Linked DNA regions of Mus musculus: region 2 is linked to region 1. The links are chromatin contacts, called in public promoter capture Hi-C maps. All regions are on one chromosome and are shown on one strand. Each heading gives the region's core, a stretch centred on a gene start, on an enhancer-like site or on the middle of the called end of the contact. The rest is flanking DNA. Distances are from core to core; before and after follow the strand shown. Region 1 holds the start of Fam107b (family with sequence similarity 107, member B). Region 2 holds the start of Usp6nl (USP6 N-terminal like).

Region 1 (5,320 bases), core at 1,493-3,992:
AACCACTCCTGCACAGCGTGTTCCAGAGGGAAGGGGCTTTTAGACATCAATAACCCCAACTAAGCCACAGTATTCAGTCTGTGTCCCCCCTTTCAGTGGAAGAAAAAGTTTTCTATCCCTCAGTCTCACAGAAGAAAAAAACAAAACTGAAAAATGAAAAATCCTTCTTCCTTTGCTTGCAGCATTTTAAACAAAACTCGGAGCAATTAGTCAATTAGTAAGAGCACCTGCCTTCCTTCTGGGCAAGAACTCGATTGCTCTGGGTGTGTCTCTAGAGTACAAGTCTTTTATGTACTTCAGGAGCGGGCTCTCCAGCAACAGCTCTAGCCCTACATGGGACTCCTAAAGTCTGAGCTGAGGCCCAAGCTGCCTGTACTGCTCACACAGCCCAAAGCCCTCAGAGGGGTAGGAAATGAGACTGGGCACACGGCTGTTTCCTCCTGGACCTTCCATCCCACTCGATGCTGTTAGGAAGTACATGACTAGAAAAGCAACAGAAATCACTACGGAGGGCAAAATATTCTGCCCACCACCTAGGGGACAACCCTGCAACTACTCCAAGTGTGCATGCATATTAAGGAACCCAAAGCAGATGAAAAACTGCAAATGGGACCTGACAGCACACTGTCCCAACCTCCTCCTATGGTGTCTCCTGCTTCAGAAATGACTGCAGAATACTTCATCATCTCTTGAGCACCCTGCCTCTAAAGGGCTGTCTCAAAGGCTTCTTTCTGCTTTGCATACTAAAGAACTCAAAGACCAAAATTTTTACAAGGGGAAAATATAAGTAATGACAAAGATGTCCACCGGCCAAGTACGTAGCTGAATGGCCTTTTAGACACTCGAAACTCTTCACTGTAATGAAAACATATTTTACTTTCTCAACACAAACTTTCTGAGATGTGCATGAGGCACATGGAAAACACGGCTAGTCTTTCTACAGGCAGCTCTTTCCATCCTGGATTTCTCAGGATTCTCAGAACTTTTCACAGTAAAAACATTTATTTACCTTTTAAACGGTCCCAAGCTACTCCTGATATATATCTATCTATATCCATATATGGATATATGTGTGTGTATACAGATATAGATTTAGATATACCCATACAAATATATATATACATGATAAAGTCTTTTGTGTTATCTCCAGTGAAGTGCAAAGCACATTACTTTCCCTTCATCTTCCCGCCTCTCCCTTCTGAATAAATAGTTACTGGCAAAGCTCTGAGAAAATATATTCCAAAACAAGTTGTTAGTATAATCCTCTGTGAAAGCAGTAAAAGGAACATTGCAAAGTTATCATTATTAAATGTCATGCTTTAGACAAGTATAAAGGTTAGGAATTAACAATGTGTTCATTTAGACTCTCTCTCTCTCTCTCTCTCTCTCTCTCACACACACACATACACACACACACACACACAAACTTCCCTGCCACCTATAAAGCAAATACACCTTCATCCTCAGGGTATGTGTGGGTGGTGGCCACATGAGTGACCTATCTTCTGGTTTTTAATTTATCACAAATATATATGATTATTAATTCAAAGTTGTAAAGCCTGAAACTCCAAACACTAAGGAACCGTCCCTAGACAGGCATCTCTGACAGGATTTAGAGCAACTTTAACATGTCCAAATGCTAGTGAGGTAGCATGCCTAGAGAAAGTGTACCTGTTAGCAGGGAGGCTCAAATTCAGAAAGTCAAGCCAAACAGGGCTCCTTCTGTTCCCCTGTTGGCGCCTCCAGTATCACCCCCCATTCTGACTAAGTAACCTCACTTAGCAGTCCTGGACAAAAATCTGAGAAGGGATTGGGATGGCTGGTGTGTGCACTTCATCCTCTCAACAGGAACTCTCTACATTTCAAAGAGAGCTGGGGACGCTTCACTTCCAGCACACATGTCAAAACTTGGCTCTTATACACCAGATTACCTCCCAGTCATCCAGAAATGTTTCAGGAGGCAATCACTGAGTCCCCCAAAAATGTGGGGACTTCTGCGCTGACATCACCCAAACCCCCTGGCTTGACCGGACTCCAAGAGGCACAGCAGAGTCCAACATAGAAAAGTTACTTGCAGACAGGAAACAGTGTCACTACCACCTTTCAAAGCAGCACGACCCCGCCTTTGTCTGCCGGGTAGGAGCCGGCTTCGGGACGCTGACCCTGTCCTGCTGCCGGGACAGGCAAGGCGGGCATCTGGCCCGGGGCGCGCAGCCACTGCAGCCTGGGTCTTAAGGTCTGGGTCTGCAGGGCCGAGGATGCAACAATGAACCAACCAAGCAGCAGCCTGGATTCCCCCCTCTCCAGGGGGCCCCTCCGCCCCGGCGCCCCTCGATCCGGGCCGCCGCCCGGGCCCTGCACCCTAGACCTCCCCAAGCAGCGCAGGGCCACCAGGCTCCCCGCTGCTCGCCTACGCCCGAGGGACCGCATACCCCAGCCCGCCCTGCAGGCCAACGACAGGGTCCCCCAGGCCGGGGTCAGACACCCGTCGCTTTCTCCCGGCGGGCGGCCGCCTTGCAAGCCCCTCGTCTTTGTGTGAGAAGTAAGTGTGGGGCCAGCCTACCTCGCACAAAGGCGCGCTGCTCCCTGGCGCGCTCCGCTGCTGGCGTTGGTACCCGGCACCTTAGCCACCGAGGTGGCGAGAGGGCGGTTCCGACGGCGGTTGCAACGCCGGAGTAAGAAGCCCGTCCGGCTCGGGGCGGCTCTCGCACCCGGCGGCCTCGCGCGTCAGAATTAAGTGGCGGGGCGGGCCGGGGACGGGGCGGGGCCGCTGAGTCATCACTAAGTCACGCCCAACTCCTAGGCCACGCCCCCGAACGGCCGACCACGCCCCCCGAGCTTTCAGCCTTGCTTTGCCCTAGTGGACTCAGATGAGAGCTCTGGATCCTTGGTCATGTGGCAGGGGCCTCTGTTGTGCGGGTTTACTTTCCTTTGCTTGGGTGCCCAGGAAAGGACCAGGAAGGTGGAAGGAAAAGTTGTCACCTGTCTAATGGAAGGTGTCAGCTGCAAGTTCACGGGGCCCACAATTTAAAATTCATTATGCATCTGCTTTTGAGTTTATTTCTCATCTTTCTGTCTCTCCTTTGTATATGTGTTTCTCTCTGTCTGTCCCTCTCATGCTCTGTCTCTCTGTTTGTCCTTCTCTTGCTCTCTCTGTTTCTCTTTCTGTTTGTCCTTTCTGTCTCTCTGTGTCTTATGTCTTTATGTATCTGTAGCTCTCTTACTGTGTGTCTATGTCTCTATGTTACTGTGTATCTCTTATTGTATCTCTGTGTTCTCTCTCCTTTTTGTTCTCCCCCACCCCTTTCTCTTCGGTCTGTTGAAACCCTGCCAAATATTTTTTTTGGAAGAAAATCAAAAAAGGAGTTTGTTATAATTACATAAAGTCACAGTCAACTGAAGGCTCAGAACCCACTGACCTGGGCTTTCCTCTCCACCCTCACCAAAGGGCAGATGGAGAATTTAGATCAAGGAAGGACTGATCTGATCTTTAAAAAAAAAAAATCTAATTTCATTCTCTAGCTCTCCTGAATTGTTTCCCTGCCCTACCCAAAATTCCAAGGGTGCCATTTACATGAATCACGAGTTCAGCCATTTACATGAATCACGAGTTCAAAAGCAGGCCCTGTCTCAGGGTGAGAACAAGGCCAGCAGGTTGATGGATTCCATACCAAAGCCTTTTCATTTTCTTGGCAACAGATGACTAAGGATTTATTTATTAGGAAACTTTTCTGACTCAAAGAGCTTAGGTCATATTTGCACAGGGGGAAAAATGCTGTCAGTGGATTTCAATGAGCAAATTACCTATTCCAAATGTTTCAGTCTTACAGAGTCCTCTTAGCCAGCTCCTGGGCATCCTCCCAATCCAGGAGCAATAGACACACTCACCCCAGGATTCACATTACTTCACATTAGTCTAAAATACAGCACGTAATAGTGATAACTTTGCAATATTCCTTTGCCGCTTTCTCATAGAGGTAAGCCAACAATAATTTCCTCAGAGCCTTCCCAGTCCCAGGGGCTCTCTGCTGTGCTTCACTCGCAGTCTTCTGCCATTCACCCCCATGCATGGAGTTTCCTCTCCCCCTGATGGCTCCCTAGTCTCCAAGCAGAGGGATCCTGCCTAGACTCCTACCCCTACCCACACTGACATCAACTCCTAAGTTCTGAATAGGATGAGCAGCTATCCCCTCCCCATCTCCGGTAGTGCCCACCACACTTGCCTCTGGGCTCTGTGACCACAGTATGGTAATGGTGTTCTAACTGGTCCTAGCCACCATTGTGTCAGGGTCCCAGCTGCTTTCTGGGTGAACTTTTAAATCAAAACTGATCCACCACTGCTGTTGCTGCAGCAGGTGCTGCTGCTGCTGCTGCTACAATATCTATTGTTTTAGCTATTTTTCCTGCCATTTTGACAAAACACCTGATAGAAACAGGGGAAGGAGGGTTTACTTGGGCTCACAGTTTCACAAGCTTGTGTCCTTCCCGGTGGCTGGTGTATCCAATGGTGACTTTACAAATGAGTGTCCAGAAGCAGACAAGAATAAGAGTAGAATAAGCTGCCAGTTATCATTTTCAAAAGCCCACTGCTAGCAATCTACACCCTGAAAATACCGTAGCCCCCCAAGCACCACCACTGGCTTAGAACACACACTGAAAGCATGAACCTCTTAGGAGCATTATAGATCCAATGTCTAATGTGTAACAGGTTCCCAATTCCTGCTACAAGGTGAAGTTCAAGCTGCTTAGTGCAGTCCTCCAAAGGAAAGTACCCTTCCCTGAAACCACCTTGACCATGGTCCCATGCTCTTCCTACACCCCTAAGCACCTGGGGCTCTGCTCAGCCACTGTGCTGCTGCTCTGTGACCACTGACAGTGGGATTCTGCCTCTGCCTGGAATACTTCTAACCACTCCCAGCATCCAAAAGTCTCGCTGAGTCTAAGGCTCCTCTGAAAAGCCTTCCCTGACCTGCTCTAACTGAATGGGTTCATTCTTCCCATCTGACCTGAGCACAGCATTGTAATTATCACATCACTGTTAATATGCACTCCCTGAGAGCATTTTGCGCCTGACATATAAGCTTATCTATACATCCTTGGGCTTAATTTAGCATGTGCCATATAAGAAGTGCTAGGGCCTAGATTGTATTCTCTCCTTGATATACAAATTGAAATCCTGACTACCCCTATCCCAATGGAGCAGTTTGCCAATAGTCCCTAGATAGAAGTAATTTCAGTAAATGGGATCATAAGTTTATTATTAGTGACTCTCCCTGTTGCTGAAGCAGGATACCTGGAAGGAGCAATTTCAGGAAGAATG
Region 2 (5,344 bases), core at 279-2,778, 2.6 Mb before region 1:
GCCCTAGTTCCCACCACCACCGAGAAAACTTCCAGAGATTCAGTATGGGAGGGAATTGGTCACGAGTCATCTCAATCAACCGTACCGCGAAACTTTTCTGAGCTATGAAACAACTTGTCTCATAGATCTAATTACATAGGAATGGAAGAAGGGAAGGAAGGAAGGAAGGAAGGAAGGAAGGAAGGAAGGAAGGAAAGAAGGAAGGAAGGATCCACGACTAAACTGTTCCAGCAAGAATACTTTGAACACTGTCCCTACAACTTTTTCCATTCGTGTCGCAGTACTGCCCCAATTCACCGAGCCTTTCCATAAGGCACAACGCATATTAGTCTCCTTAAAAAGCATCTGGGGTAGGAGGAATGAGTGAACAGAAGAATCTACTAACGCAGCTTTATTCGAAAATGCCGTGATGTTAGCTAACACCTTGTACGCTAATTTTAAAAATAAAATTCAAAATATCTGTGGATAGCTGGAGAAATGGCTGGGCGGTTAAGAGCACTGACTGCTCTTCCGGAGGTCCTGAGTTCAAATTCCAACAACCACATTGGTGGCTCACAACCATCCGTACAGCTACAGTGTACGCATATAGATAAAATAAATAAATCTTTAAAAAAAAAAAAAGTATCTGTCGATTATACGGAGTGTGCCTAAAGAAGAGCCCAGAGATCTCGATGCTCAACATATATGAACGTCCCACCATGGAGTAAGACTTCTCTCATTCTCTGCATTAAAACACCTGCGAGCCACCGTGCTCATCCCCTATAGAAACGCCGCGCTCCCGGAGCCCCAAACTAGCCAGCAAAACTTTGCCGGGGCGCACGGATTTCCAGCTCCCTCCCGCCCGCCCATCCTCCCCGGGGCTGCTCCAAAGTTCTTGCGGCATCCCAGGCAATCGTCTCAGCGAACGAAGTTTGCCTGGGTCCTGCCCACTCGCGCTCCCGCAGGACGCAACTGAAACTTGCAAGGGAGACACGTCTCCCCGGGGACCGAAACTTGCACGCGGGGTGGGGGAGGAAGGCGGCCGGAGCGTTCCGCCTCCCCGGGGGTCTGCACGCAGCGCCGAGCCCTCTCGGCCCCCCGCCCGGCCGCTCCCGCGCGCGCGCCCGCCCGCCTGTCAATCACACCGCAGACCACCACCCCCACGCGCGAGCAACACGGCGCGCGGGGTCCACGGGAGCCGGCTCGGGCCAGGCCGCGCCGCCGCAGCGTGCCCTCTGCCCGGGGCCGGGAATGGCGGCGACCGGCTGCCCGGAGCCAGTTCCGACCTGGCCCCCTCGCCTTTAGACCCCGCCAGCCCCTGTAGCAGCGGCTGAAGAGAAAAGGAAGTTACCTCCAAGCGGTCCCGGCGGCGGCGGCGGCGGCCAGTCGCGGGAGGCCGAGAGGTCCGGCGCGGCGGCGGCGGCGGCTACCGCAGTGCCCTCCGCCCCATTGTTTCCCTTCCAGGAGGCTCCCGGCAAAGCCGAGCCCGGGAACCAGGAAGTTCCCCGGCGCGACACCTCCAGCCGCCGCCGCTATGGAAACGGCCCCCGCCTTCCCCAGGGCGGCTCTCCCGGGACCCCGCCTCCGCGCCGCCGGCCCCGCCCGCCTCACCGGCCGCCAACAGTCGCCGTTGCGGCCGCGGCCGCCGCCATCTTGGCGCGGGCGGACAGCCCCTGCCTTCCCGGCGGCACGTGCGCTGTTCCCGCGCTCCCGCCGGGCGCGCGCTCGATGGGCTGCGGGCGGAGGCCGACGGCCCGAGCCCCTCTGCATGAAGAGGGGGTCCGCCGACCCGGCGGCGCCCAGCGATCGCTCCAGAGCTACTCACGGGCTGGGACCAGTGCTGTGTCTGACACCTGAGGGCAGCCGGCAGAGCACGGCGCCTTTCGCGGATGAGGCCCGTCCGCTCGCCAGCCTTCAGACGTTGCCTACTGCACTTGGGTTTTTCTTGGACTCGGTATCCTCACCCGTGAAGTGAGAGGGAAACTGTACCTGCTTCGTGGAGTTGTTCCCCGCGCAAACAAATGCTTGGTAGTGTGTGCACAGTGAATCTGTCAACAGAGTGGCTCTGTTACTGACACAAGGTCACACAGTCAATTTCCAGGCATTTATGCCAAGAGTTCAGATCAGCACAACTTTAAGTAGGCTACTGTGTGCAAGCCTTTTGCTGCCTAAACAGTGTTCATTCCCTGGCCCATCTTTCTTTAGGTCAGCTTTTTCTGTGTCAAGAGTTTTAATCCCCACGGTCTTCCATTAAGAACTGATGTAAAAAGGGGATGATGTAAACTTCCCAACACTGTAATTTGCTGACGGTTAAATGATTTATTCACTAGAAGCAGCAAAGGTTTGGGTGTGCGAGTAGCTAAAAGGCTTCTGTCCTTGTTTCCAGGAACTAGAATTACTATAGCTGGCAACTGTGCACTGCGTTTACTCTTTCCCAGGCTGGTGAAACCTGACACTCACTGCAAACTGTGTTCCTTGAGGAATTGAGGAGAGGCAGAGTCCTGGCCCTTCCTGGGCTTGCAGACTTTAACACCTGTGACTCCTTGGGTCTTAGATGGCCTCTGAGGCCACTTCTGACTCTCAAATGCTGATTAACCAGTGAAACCCAGGGCCTTTTGGACAGACAGACAGACAGGCGCGCGCGCATCCCTTCATTCAGGTCTCCATTTAAACCAGGTTTGGAAACACTACTTTGGGTTTTGTTTTGTTTATTGATTTGTTTATTCTGGTATGTACAAATGGCACAGTTGGTTTGGTGAAAATCAGGTCAAAAGTTGGATGGTCATGGGAATTTTTTCAACACTCAAATATAAGGAATAGAATTCCAAAATTAGCAAGTCACCAAAGAGCTCTCCATTTGTGACAATGCCTACAGCTTCCAAGTCTTTGATGACAACACATGCACATACGCATGTACTTACATTGTGCTTTGAAGATTGCAGAAGTCCTCCAAAAGACACTTACTGAATTAAAGTATAACGTTTGAGTTACCGTCTCTCCGGATACCTTGGGAACCCCACAGAGGCTCAAGAGAATTCATCCAGAAATTTTACCACAAATACAAAAATATCAATGAGTTGGAGGGGCAATGCTGGACACAGCTTGCTTCACAAACTGAAGGAGAAGTTTCAGATGTGTGTGTGAAGTTTATATTAGTGTAATACTATATTCTAGACTTAACTGTCAGCACTGTCGGCCCAACTTCAGACTTAGCAGTCTGTACTATTATTCAGAAATATATTCAAGAATGAGGGTAGCTGAATTTCACTGAAAACCTACACAAATAGGAACACTTGAGTCTTGGGGTAGTCGTTTAGCAACCGCTGTCCTAAAAAAAAAAATGCATATTTAAGTTATGTCCGCCTTGTGATCCTATTCCCTCTAACATACGATAGATATCATACATGTGATTCCCCCTTCAACTGGGGGGAAAGTTCACTGTCAAAATCCCAGAGAAAATGAAAGGGGGAATAAACAGTTTGTATCTCCAATGAGAATATTCTGCAAATGCCAGCCATTTAGAACTTTCCGATCACATAACAGGAAGAGTGATGTTTGCATTTCGTTTTTAAAAGTTATGTTATACTCATGACAATACTTACAGAATATTGCCAAAGGTAAAAGTACATGTTTAAGTTTCCCACAAGACTCCATAATAACTAGGGTTAAGAGTATAATTTGCGGTGAGAACATGAAAATATAGAACATGGGGAAATTTTCAAAAGTAAACCATGCATCCTTAGCTTTCATCTTCAAAACTGCAGATCAAAGGCGCTGTTCCTAGAGTCTCCTGTAAACTGAGACCTTGCAATGTGGATCGATGGCTATGCAGTCCATTCAGGTTTGGGGAGTAGCAAAGTGGGTTGTGCCGTGGAGACTCTGGAAAGCCTCATGTGATTCATCTTACCCACTACAGTCATTTCTGAAATTCCCTAGGAGTGTTTTGTTGACTCAAAAAGTCAGTTCCAATATCACTGTATATAACTCATCATGATAAAAAGAAAGCAAGCATATCAGTGGATATCCATGGACCACATGTCAATGAAATCAGCCACATCCACATGGCTCATAGTTTTTCCTTAATAAAGTCCTTCAGATTAAAAGAGAAAGTATTGATGGCAGACCAGAAGAAGGATCACAAACAGTAGAATTCCACATATGTTACAAACAGTTTGTTACAACAATCTGGGGTGATCTTACTTATTGCTGTTTTGGGGGACTTGGGAAGTGCCCCTATGTTAGAAACATACAAGCCATGAGGTTTGGGACTTGTTTGTCTTCCATCCTGTTCTGTTCTTTGGTCCACTTTGCTCTCTGGCCAGAGTGAGCTTCCTCTGAATAAATATAGAAAGAATGAGGAGGAGAGAAAGGGAAAGGAAGGACCAAAGGATACAAAGGTGTATCAGTACCCAATTTGTATCAATACCCAATATGTAAAACGTTTCTCATTTTTTCACATGCTCAAACATCTTATGACTCAAAAACAAAAACAAATCAAAGCTTAGAAACAACTCCTTTTCAACCACAGAAGTTTCCACTCACTATCTCCTCTACTCCTTGCTTGTAGCCAACCTGTTCCTGACTACACAGTAAGACATCACAGTCTGCCAGGAGTCTGTAACGAGGCTGGATCACTTTTCAGATGTGCCACTTTGTCTTCCTAGCTCCGGCGGACTTTCTGTCAGCAGCGCTTCCGTCTACCATATGTCAGCTGCCCCAAGTCCCTTCCCAGATGCCATACCATTATTTTTAGGACATATATTCGCCCATTCTGGAACGGGGTTTGAGCACGTGCTACAGCGCCAGTATGGCACTCGGGGGACAACTTTCAGGAGTCAGTTGTCTCCCTCTCCCGTTCAGGTCCCAGGGACTGAACCCTGGGTCATCAGAATTGACAGCAAGCGCCTTAACCTGTAGAGCCATCTCACCGGTCCCATGATTTTTTAAGTTTCATCAAACCGATAAAATGTAAATATTAAGATGCACACATATATAAGTATTTAAAAATTAAAATATGACTTCCTGGCTTTTTTGTCTCCATTTTAGTGATAAAACATTAGCCTTCATGTACATGATTGTTATTAACTTTCTAACTCTGTGTATGTTGAAAGGCAGTTTTCCTAGGAAACCTCCCAGTGAACCATGCCTACCAATACTCACACAGTTAGCCACCCTCCGTTTATATCTACGACGGCCCTGTGACTCAGTGTGGAGGGAATGAGGCAGAGTGATTGATCTCTAAGATGAGAGCAGAAGAAGCCTCAAGGTTCTACCTGAGTCTCTGAAATCCTTTGTGCACTTTCTCTCAGAATTCAAATACTGTCAAGGAAGAAACTCAGGCATCTTACAGTGAGCACACCAGATA

The links. Promoter capture Hi-C pulls out the DNA fragments that hold promoters and counts their contacts.
Region 2: a promoter capture Hi-C map of pre-B cells shows a contact between it and region 1, with 2.4 times the contacts expected there. The contact joins the promoter of Usp6nl here to the promoter of Fam107b in region 1.

What each region holds. Positions count from the first base shown.
Region 1 is chr2:3,710,880-3,716,199 of GRCm38.p6, reverse strand. Fam107b (family with sequence similarity 107, member B) reads right to left here and starts at 2,742. Exons shown (of 4, transcript NM_025626.4): 1 at 2,564-2,742.
Region 2 is chr2:6,318,941-6,324,284 of GRCm38.p6, reverse strand. It overlaps Usp6nl (USP6 N-terminal like), which reads right to left and starts at 1,528. Exons shown (of 15, transcript NM_001080548.1): 1 at 1,331-1,528. It overlaps A230108P19Rik (RIKEN cDNA A230108P19 gene), which reads right to left. Exons shown (of 7, transcript NR_040333.1): 7 at 2,674-4,313.